2 separate regions of the Sus scrofa genome follow, and region 2 is linked to region 1. The links are chromatin contacts, called in public HiChIP or PLAC-seq maps. All regions are on one chromosome and are shown on one strand. The core of a region is the stretch at or near the end of the contact, and the rest is flanking DNA. Distances in the headings are between cores, read along the strand shown.

Region 1 (4,385 bases), core at 673-3,172:
CTGCGGGTGATGGGGGTTCCAGGGAGGGAGGCCCGGCCGCCTCACCAGTCAGCAAAGGCTTCCTTGGGCCTTCGCTGTCCATCCTGAGAGGTGGCCAGTGTTTCGTCACGTAAAGGGAAGCAGCGGGGACGTACTTCAGGGTGTAGGTTCTGGGGGGAGCGAGGGCTCCACGTCAGGGGAAAGCATAGATTTTGGACCGGAGAAGGAGCGGGACCAGCAGCTGAGGGCGTCATGGGCCAGCCTGAGAAGCCCGGGGTTATTCCGGCAGATGCGGATCCGGGGGGCAGGGTTTGTTCTGGGGGAGGAGGTGAGGTACCCACTGAAGGAGATGCCCACTCAGGTGCAGGCCTCGCGCTTGGGCCCCGAGAGTGACGCCTCCTTGCCTGGCGAGGAGGTGGGGGCTCGGGGGTGGGGCAGCAGTTTTATGATTAGAGCTGTCCGCTTAGCAGATTGCTCTGGAAGCTCTATTTAGGATAGACTGGAAGATGGGGGGTGGGGAGGTGAGCTTGTGTCCATGTTATGTTAAAAGTTAAATCAGGAGTCCTGTCGTGGCTCAGCGGAAGCGAATCTGACTAGTAACCATGAGATTGTGGGTTTGATCCCATCTGATGTAGCTGTGGCTGTGGTGTAGGCTGGTGGCTACAGCTCCAATTTGACCTCTAGCCTGGGAACCTCCATATGCCTCAGGTGCGCCCCTAAAAAAGCAAAAAAATAAAAATAAATAAGAGTTAAATCAGACAGAGAAGATGTGGACCAGGGACAGTGGGGAGTAGGTCAGTGTTTAAAGTCAACACACAGAGAGCACTGGTCAGAAGGACTGGCTGGTGGTCACTACTCCCATAATGCTAGCTCGTGCTCACCAAGGCCAGGAATGTTCCAGACACTGTGTATGTTAATTAATTAAAAATTTCTGTCTTTTTTAGGGCCGTGTGCACAGCATGTGGAAGTTCCCAGGCTAGGGGTCAAATCAGAGCTACAGCTGCCGGCCTACACCGCAGGCACAGCAGCTCAGGATCCAAGCTACATCTGCGGCCTACACCACAGCTCACAGCAACACCAGATCCTTAAGCCACTGAGCGAGGCCAGAGATCTAACCTGCATCCTCTTAGATACTAGTTGGGTTCATAACTGCAGAGCCACGGATGGGAACTCCAAGTATGTTAATTAATTTAATGATGAAGAAGCCCAGAGCTGAGCTCTAGTCTGGTTCTGCACTAACTAGTTGTGGGAGCCTCTTTGACTCAACTCTGCCCCCTGTGAAATGACTGAGTTACATCTGACAATCCCAGATGTCCCCCAGAGCTCTGAAATCCCATGACTCCTGACAGATGTCATTGTGGGTCACCTAGAGTGAGCACCCACGCCTCAGGGACCCCAATCTAGACTCTTCGAAGGCTCTCGGATCAGGGACCTTGGGAGGTCGGTCCCTCTGTCCAGACTCTTCTCTTGGCTCCCTTCTGATATTTTTAGGTTCTCAAGTCTCCCTTGCAGATGGATTCCAACCATCTGCCCTTCAGACCTGCCCTTCCCTTCGGGCCCCCTCCCCACCTTCATCCACCACATTCCCCTCCCCCCTCCATCACTATTGTGTCATTAACAAAACGCCCCAGACCCTTGCAGAGCCCCTACAGCAGAACCGTCCCGAGAGAGAAGCAGTGGATTTAATAAGCTTCCCCTTAAATGGCCCCAAATCCCTTCCAGTGATTAGGGGGGAAGAGCTACACACAGGAGGACACACCTCCCGGTGCAGGAGGTGAGGGAGGGAAAGAATAAAGGAAGTCCCCCCCCCCCCCCCCCCCCCCCGGCCTCAGGGACCAAATTAAAAAGGCAGCACCGCTTATTCAAAATCAGATGAATGTCAGTGGGATGTTTGTCAAACAAACTTGTCAGTATTTGTCAAATTTGAGGAAGTATCAGTCAGTAGCCGCACTTGAGCATGTAACCGAGTTATTTATAGCTGCCAGTTTACAGTTTTAACTAATGCAGGGCCAGGGTTCTCCTTGTAAAAGCTTTATTTATAATGATTGTGTGGCTATAAATAGCTGGGTTCTCTGGGTGTCACAGACAGCTCCCCCGCTGTTGTGCCAGAGCCCAGCCAGGAGGCATAGAACCCCAGGGGTGAACCCCGTTTTGCTCTCTTGGTGGGGGACCCTGTCCGTGAGTCTTTGGCTGGGGTGTTTCACCCTCTTCCTCAGCGTGCCTTTTGGAACGAGGTGTTGTGCTCAGCCGTGTTCCCAGGAGACGGTAGACGTAACTTCATTTATTAACAGCTGCCCAGAGATGTCCCTGGAAAGGCTGAAAGGGAGCTTGTGCGGCCCCGCCCTCTTTGTGCCTATTTGGGGACAATGAGCTAATTACAATCTCTTTCTCAGGCTGGAGGGTGGCGGGAGATATCCTGTTATTCTCCAGACCAGGCAGAGCTCCAAAGGTTTGTTTACAGCTTCAGATTTAATTTGACCCACGGTGATAAGCTCTTCTAAAAATAAGTGGGCGTCAGAAATTTAGGAACTTACTCGTTCCTTGGGTCAGGAGACCCTTGGGGTGGGGGGTGGGGCAGCAGAAGAGAGCAGCCGTGTGGGGACATACATTTTACGTGTCCAGCACGAGGTACGTCAGCTCAGAAACTGGGCATTTTACTAGTATGTTTGGCACATGGGCCTTATTTTTACCATCTCCCCCGCCCCTGAAAGCTAATCTCTTTGTCATATTGAAATTTCTGGTTTTCTCCATTTTCCCATCCCATCCCAGCCCCCTTAGACTCCGTTTTAATACTCTTAGGCTCTATCTTATTTTGCCAGGCTTTTTTTTTTTTTTTTTTAAGAAAAGGTGTGGCTATGGAAAAAAACGTATTGGATCTTAATTTGCAAAATTAGTTCTGGTTCATTTTATTGCTGTAATTTAATACTCATAATGATTTTCTGACACATATGTTTTAGCAGCAAGCTTTACTTCCTCTTCATTTTTCATCCCCGATTCCGCTGAAGTACATTAGTCAGGCTGGTACACAGAGAGCAGCCGCCCACGGGAAACTGACATCCCGCTGCCAACTCGGCAGGCTCTCCGACCATGCCGAGCCCCTGTGAGTGTGCAGGTAGGCACATCCAGGGATTTAGGGCACAAGGAGACAGGCAGGCGGTACTTGTAGAAAAGGGTATGATCAGTTTTTTTCTTTCATTATGTCGTCATCAGCATCTTCATCATTGTCATCATCACTGCAATTCTTTGTCAAGGAGGCTGTGAGATGCATCCTATTTGTTTTTGTTTGTTTTTGTCGGTTTTTTTTTTTTTTTTTTGCCATTTCTTGGGCCACTCCTGCGGCATATGGAGGTTCCCAGATTAGGGGTCAAATCGGAGCTGTAGCTGCCAGCCTACACCAGGGCCACAGCAACGCAGGATCCGAGCCGCGTCTGCGACCTACACCACAGCTTACGGCAACACGGGATCCTTAACCCACTGAGCAAGGCCGGGGATTGAACCTACAACCTTATGGTTCCTAGTCAGATTCGTTAACCACTGCGCCACGACGGGAACTCCCGAGATGCATCCTATTTGAAGCTCGCCCACTGGATTTGCAATAAGGAGAGCCTGCCTAAGTACTGACCACAACACTCCAGCGGATGCAGGCCGTGGATGTAGAGGCCCCCGTGGTGTAGGACCCTGAGGAGGTGCTATGTGTCCAGACCCAGGTGCTAGGGAGGGCATCCTGGAGGAAGTGGCCCCAGGTTGACACCTACAGGTGGTTCCTTCAGGCGGCAGCTGTGTCTTTTTGTTTCTGTGCCGATACCTCCTGACATCATAGGTGCGTGGGAAGTATTGGTAAAGAGAACAAGTGAAGGCTTAGTCATTCTTGGCATTTGACTGCCCTTACGGGAACACTTCTGTTGTGCATTTGCAACACGCAAGTGACTTAAATGAAAACTTAAAGAGAAGAGAGACTTCTGGAGTGTGTGCCCTAATGTGGGATGAGGCGCACCTTGTAGCGGATGCACTAACAGCCTATCAAGGTGATACGCTCTCTACTGAGCAATGGCCAAGTGTCTAAACCAAGGGATCGGGAATAAACCGGAATAGTGTGCGGGTTGAGGCGAATTACTTCGGTGGCCTGAAATGATTCCCTCCCCGTTTATGTTGGGACGTGCCTTTACCCACACAGGGGGCTAAGACGTCCTGTGCCCCCAGTTCCAGGTTTGTGCTGAAGGAGGCGGCATTGAGCCAGAGGGAACAGGAGGAGCTCAAGGGGATGGACCTCACTCCCAGTCCTTCCTCATTCTCTGTCATTTCTTCGCCGAGATTTTTACTATCTCCATGATCGGTTTCACCACTTTAAAAAGAGATTCTCGGGAGTTCCCGTCGTGGCGCAGTGGTTAACGAATCCGACTAGGAAC
Region 2 (4,385 bases), core at 1,179-3,678, 510 kb before region 1:
ACTGTAGCATCTACAGAGTTTATGCTGTTTTCTGAAGCCTTGGGGTTTCCAAAACCCCAGATTTGCCAATACCTTTACAGAAATGCAGGGCCATTTTTCTTTCTGATCCTACACACGTCGACATAGATAGTACAACAGAAGAGATTGGGACATTAGCAATTATCCTGTGACCAGAAATTAGTGGATTATTAATTTCCAGATGTTTGTTTTCCTCTTTGTGGTCAAGCATTCACTGGGAAAAAAAAAAAAAATAATAACCATCTGTTGAACAGTCACCAAGGATGGAAAACTGAAGAAAACAAACTCTGTCCTCAAAACATGTGCACAAAGTACTAGGAGTTCTCCTTGGTAAAAGGAACATCAGAGAAGACATTGAATGTAAAGTTAGGGGACCTCGAGACTCCACTCAACTGAGGGCGGGCCACGAGCTGCCCTGGCACTGAGCAGCAGAGGCCCCATTCCTTAACCACCTCCTCAGTCTACCCCTCCTCAGTCCCAAGACTCATGGATCAGCCGCAAGAATTCCAAAGTTCAGCCTCTTCTCCTTTTTTTTTTCTTTTCTCTCCTTCTAGCTTTCATTTGTTCATGCATTCATCCATCCATCCAAAGAGGACCCAGTGCCTGCTTAAAATGCTCCCCTTACTCTGCCCTCCCCCTCTCTGGGTCCTTGCATCACTCTTGCAAAGTAGCTCCCAACAGTCCTCAGACAGGAACAACACCTGGGGTGAAAAAAAGGAGGAGACACTAAATCGGGGTAAAGTCGAGAAAACCTAGGACAGGGCAGGGGGTCCACATTGTCAGAAGCTGGCCTTCGACAAAAAAAAAAAAAAAAAAAAAAAAAAAAGGAGTTCCTGTCATGGCCCAGTGGTTAACGAATCCGACTAGGAACAATGAGGTTGAGGGTTCGATCCCTGGCCTTGCTCAGTGGGTTAAGGATCCAGCGTTGCCATGAGCTGTGGTGTAGGTTGCAGACATGGCTTGGATCCTGCGTTGCTGTGGCTCTGGCGTAGGCCTGCGGCTGCAGCTCTGATTCAACCCCTAGCCTGGGACTCTCCATATGCTGCAGGAGCGGCCCTAGAAAAGGCAAAAAGACCAAAAAAAAAAAAAAGAAGCTGGCCTTTATTTTTATTGTTTTTATTTTTATTTTTTGCTATTTAGGGCTGCACCTGTGGCATCTGTGACCTACACCACAGCTCAGAGCAACGCCAGATCCTGAGCGAGGCTGGGGATTGAACCCGCATCCTCATGGATTTTAGTTGGGTTCTTAACCTGCTGAGCCACAGCAGGAACTCCAGAATCTGGCCTTTATTACTACAAAATGATAATGTCTTTTCGTGTCCCTATGTGCGTGAGATAAGGAAGGTAAGGGCTCTCAAACGGTGGACAGTACCTAGAAGGTTTTAGGCCGTTATGATTGGAGGCAAATATAAAGAGAAAAACTATAAAATCAGGGTGGATATTTAATTCGGTATAGCCTACAGGCAAGACTATACTGGGAATCTTGAAGGTTCAGGGTTTAGTCTCAGCTTTTTTGTGACTTTGGACAATTCATTTTGCCAGGCCTTACTTTCTTCATTTATGAAAAAGGACACTGTGGCCTAAAGACCTCCCCAAATCTATTATTCTATGATGCTGTACAAATCAAGGCCAATCTGGGTAATTTAGGATTATACCAATTTCACCCAGCACGGTTAATATAAATTTTAGGTACAACAGTACCTTCTTGACAGTGTATACACAGTGTATATACTGTCAAGTATATATATATAACTGTGAGCACAGTTCATGCTTGTTGAAAACCGATGAAAAGATCAGGCGCTCTCCTGTGTGCAGCAGGTTAAGGACCTGGCATTGTCACTTCAGCAGCTCAGGTCACTGCTGTGGATCAGGTTACATCTCTGGTCTAGGAACTTCCACATGTCATGGGCATGGTCAAGAACAAACATTAAACTATGAATAGATAGAGAGAAGATAGATCACAGCTTATGCTTAAGGCACTAAACATGAGACAAGGGGCTCAACTGGTAGGTGAATTCGTATCTCCCAAGCAACTTAAAACCCAAAATGTGTCCCATGGGATTCTATCAACCTAGAGGGCAGGAGAAACCAGGAGGAAGGAGGCTAGATTTGCCAAAGTTACTCTAGAACAGATCCTTGGAGATTCTTTAGCCATGTCAATATGACTGCAGCTGTCCCAAACTTTTCCAGGTCTCAGACACAGTCAGAATCACATTCTTTACTGTCTCCATTTACATACTTACAAAGCACCTAGCAAAGCATCTCCACATGGTAGGTAAAGGTCTCTGAAATAAATGAATGGAATTTGGCATCATGCCAACGATCATTTTGCTCACAAATAATTCTCTGCATCTGGAGTGCTCTTTCAAAGAGGTCAACTCCCACCAAGGAGTTGCAATTATTGAGGAAGTGAAACTGATTGACAAGTGGCACTTAAGGGATCTCCATTTTCCTTCCCAGCCAGCACTTCTCTTATGAAAGGAGAGGACAAAATGAAACATTTCACGTTACTTGAGTAACATAACACGCCCAGACATTTCATAAAGTGAGTCTAAATCTCGAGACCAGTGTGGACATATTTATCTGACAAATGGTATTTGTCTGCTGCTGTCATGGACTGAATTGTGCCCCCAACAAAAATTACAATGTTGAAGTTCTAAACATCAGTATCACAGAATGTGTCTGTATTGGGAGATAGGATCTTTAGGGAGGTAATTAAGTTAAAATGAGGTCATTACAGCGGGCCCTAATCCAATAGGGCTGGTGTCCTGATAAGAGGAAATTTGGACACAGACACTCCAAGAGGAAAGACCATGTGCAGACACAGGAAGAAAGAAGACAGCCATCTACAAGCCAAGGAGAGAGGCTTCAGAAGAAAATAAGCTGGTGGATGCCTTGTACTTAGACTTCTAGCTTCCAGAGATGCAAGGACATAAATTTCTGGGTTTTTTGTTTGTTTGTTTGTTTGTTTTTGTTGTACTTTTGCCATTTCTAGGGCCGCTTCTGTGGCATATGGAGGTTCCCAGGCTAGGGGTCTCATCAGAGCTGTAGCTGCCGGCCTACACCACAGCCACAGCAACATGGGATCCGAGCCGTGTCTTCAACCTACAACCACAGCTCAAGGCAACGCCGGATCGTTAACCCACTGAGCAAGGCCAGGGATGGAACCTGCAACCTCACGGTTCCTAGTCAGATTGGTTAACCACTGAGCCATGACGGGAACTCCAAATTTCTGTTCTTTATAAGCCAGCCAGTCTCTGTGCTTTGTTACCTCAGCTCCAGTGAACTAATACAGTTGTCTTGTAAATTTAGCCTTTCAAATGAAACTGACCAGTGGCCAGAAAGGCCTGAGACTGAGTTGTTTTTCTAGTAATGGGGAATAGAGTGTGTGGGTCTCTTGGGGCACCCACTTCCCCTGTGACGTGAATTTGCAAGACGAGGTGATACTGAATAGATGGCATTCCCAGCACTTGATCTCTTAGCCATGGCCAACTTGATCCAAACACTTTCGACTTTCTGGAGAACATGAGTGTGGGGGTCAGGGCAGGGTTGGGGGAAGGGGGCAAGCTTCTCAATTTTTAGTATTGTGGCCCAGGGATGGGTCCAATTTCCACAGCTGGGACAAGGGGATCCCTTTTAAGACTACCTTGTCCCCTCCAGCTTTCATCCTAGTTCCCTGTTTTATCCCAAGATCTAGCACCATCACTTGTCTATCTGAGGGTTTTTTTTTCCCTAAAGAAGAGTGAAAGATGAGTATCAAAGACATTGAATGTCTTTTTCTACCTAAAACATTTTATTTTCTTCCCCAAAATTTTTAAAAAAGAAGCAGCCAAAGTATTTGATTTTGCTAGTTTAGTAGATGGGCTTATACTGTAGTAGAGTATTATTCAAGTACAATTTCAATTTTTATAATAGTTGGCAATAATTTTGAAAGCCCAGCATAATAGCCTTTGCATCCTCAAAAGTAACTGGCTCTTGTTATTTATCCACAACCCAAATCACTATCTGGGTGAAGAGAGGCACTTGAAATATCTCCTTTCTCAAATCTAAGGTCAAGTTTGACCACAGATCATTTGCTGCTCTTTTAAGTAGTTAATTGGCCAACAGAGAGTTCTACCACTGGAATATCATTCTTAAAAAGAAAATTTCTCCCATTGGGATAAAGCACACTAAGATTTAGGGATCTTGGAGTTCCCGTCATGGCTCAGTGGTTAATGAGTCCAATTAGGAACCATGAGGTTGCCGGTTCGATCCTTGGCCTCCGCTCAGTGAGTTAAGGATCCAGTGTTGCCATGAGCTGTGGTGTAGGTTGAAGATGCGGCTCGGATCTGCCATTGCTGTGGCTCTGGTGTAGACTGGTGGCTACA

What was found. HiChIP or PLAC-seq counts read pairs in DNA pulled down with a chosen protein or histone mark.
Region 2: an H3K27ac HiChIP or PLAC-seq map of alveolar macrophages shows a contact between it and region 1, with 7 times the contacts expected there. The contact joins two enhancer-like sites. A contact is called at or near these places in 1 of 47 Hi-C or Micro-C datasets (fetal heart ventricle) and 2 of 2 datasets of contacts at active chromatin or transcription factors (alveolar macrophages and skeletal muscle).

What each region holds. Positions count from the first base shown.
Region 1 is chr7:10,833,513-10,837,897 of Sscrofa11.1, reverse strand. The region is part of intron 2 of LOC106504325 (a long non-coding RNA gene); the gene reads left to right. Among named protein-coding and RNA genes, the nearest start is that of MIR9807, 76 kb to the right of the region's middle. Within about 2 kb of position 1,922, at least 24 of the 83 cell types and tissues checked have an H3K27ac peak or open chromatin away from gene starts, as enhancers often do. A contact at or near this core is called in alveolar macrophages, where this site is marked.
Region 2 is chr7:11,347,069-11,351,453 of Sscrofa11.1, reverse strand. No RefSeq gene overlaps it. Among named protein-coding and RNA genes, the nearest start is that of JARID2, 9.0 kb to the left of the region's middle. Within about 2 kb of position 2,428, at least 2 of the 83 cell types and tissues checked have an H3K27ac peak or open chromatin away from gene starts, as enhancers often do. A contact at or near this core is called in alveolar macrophages, where this site is marked.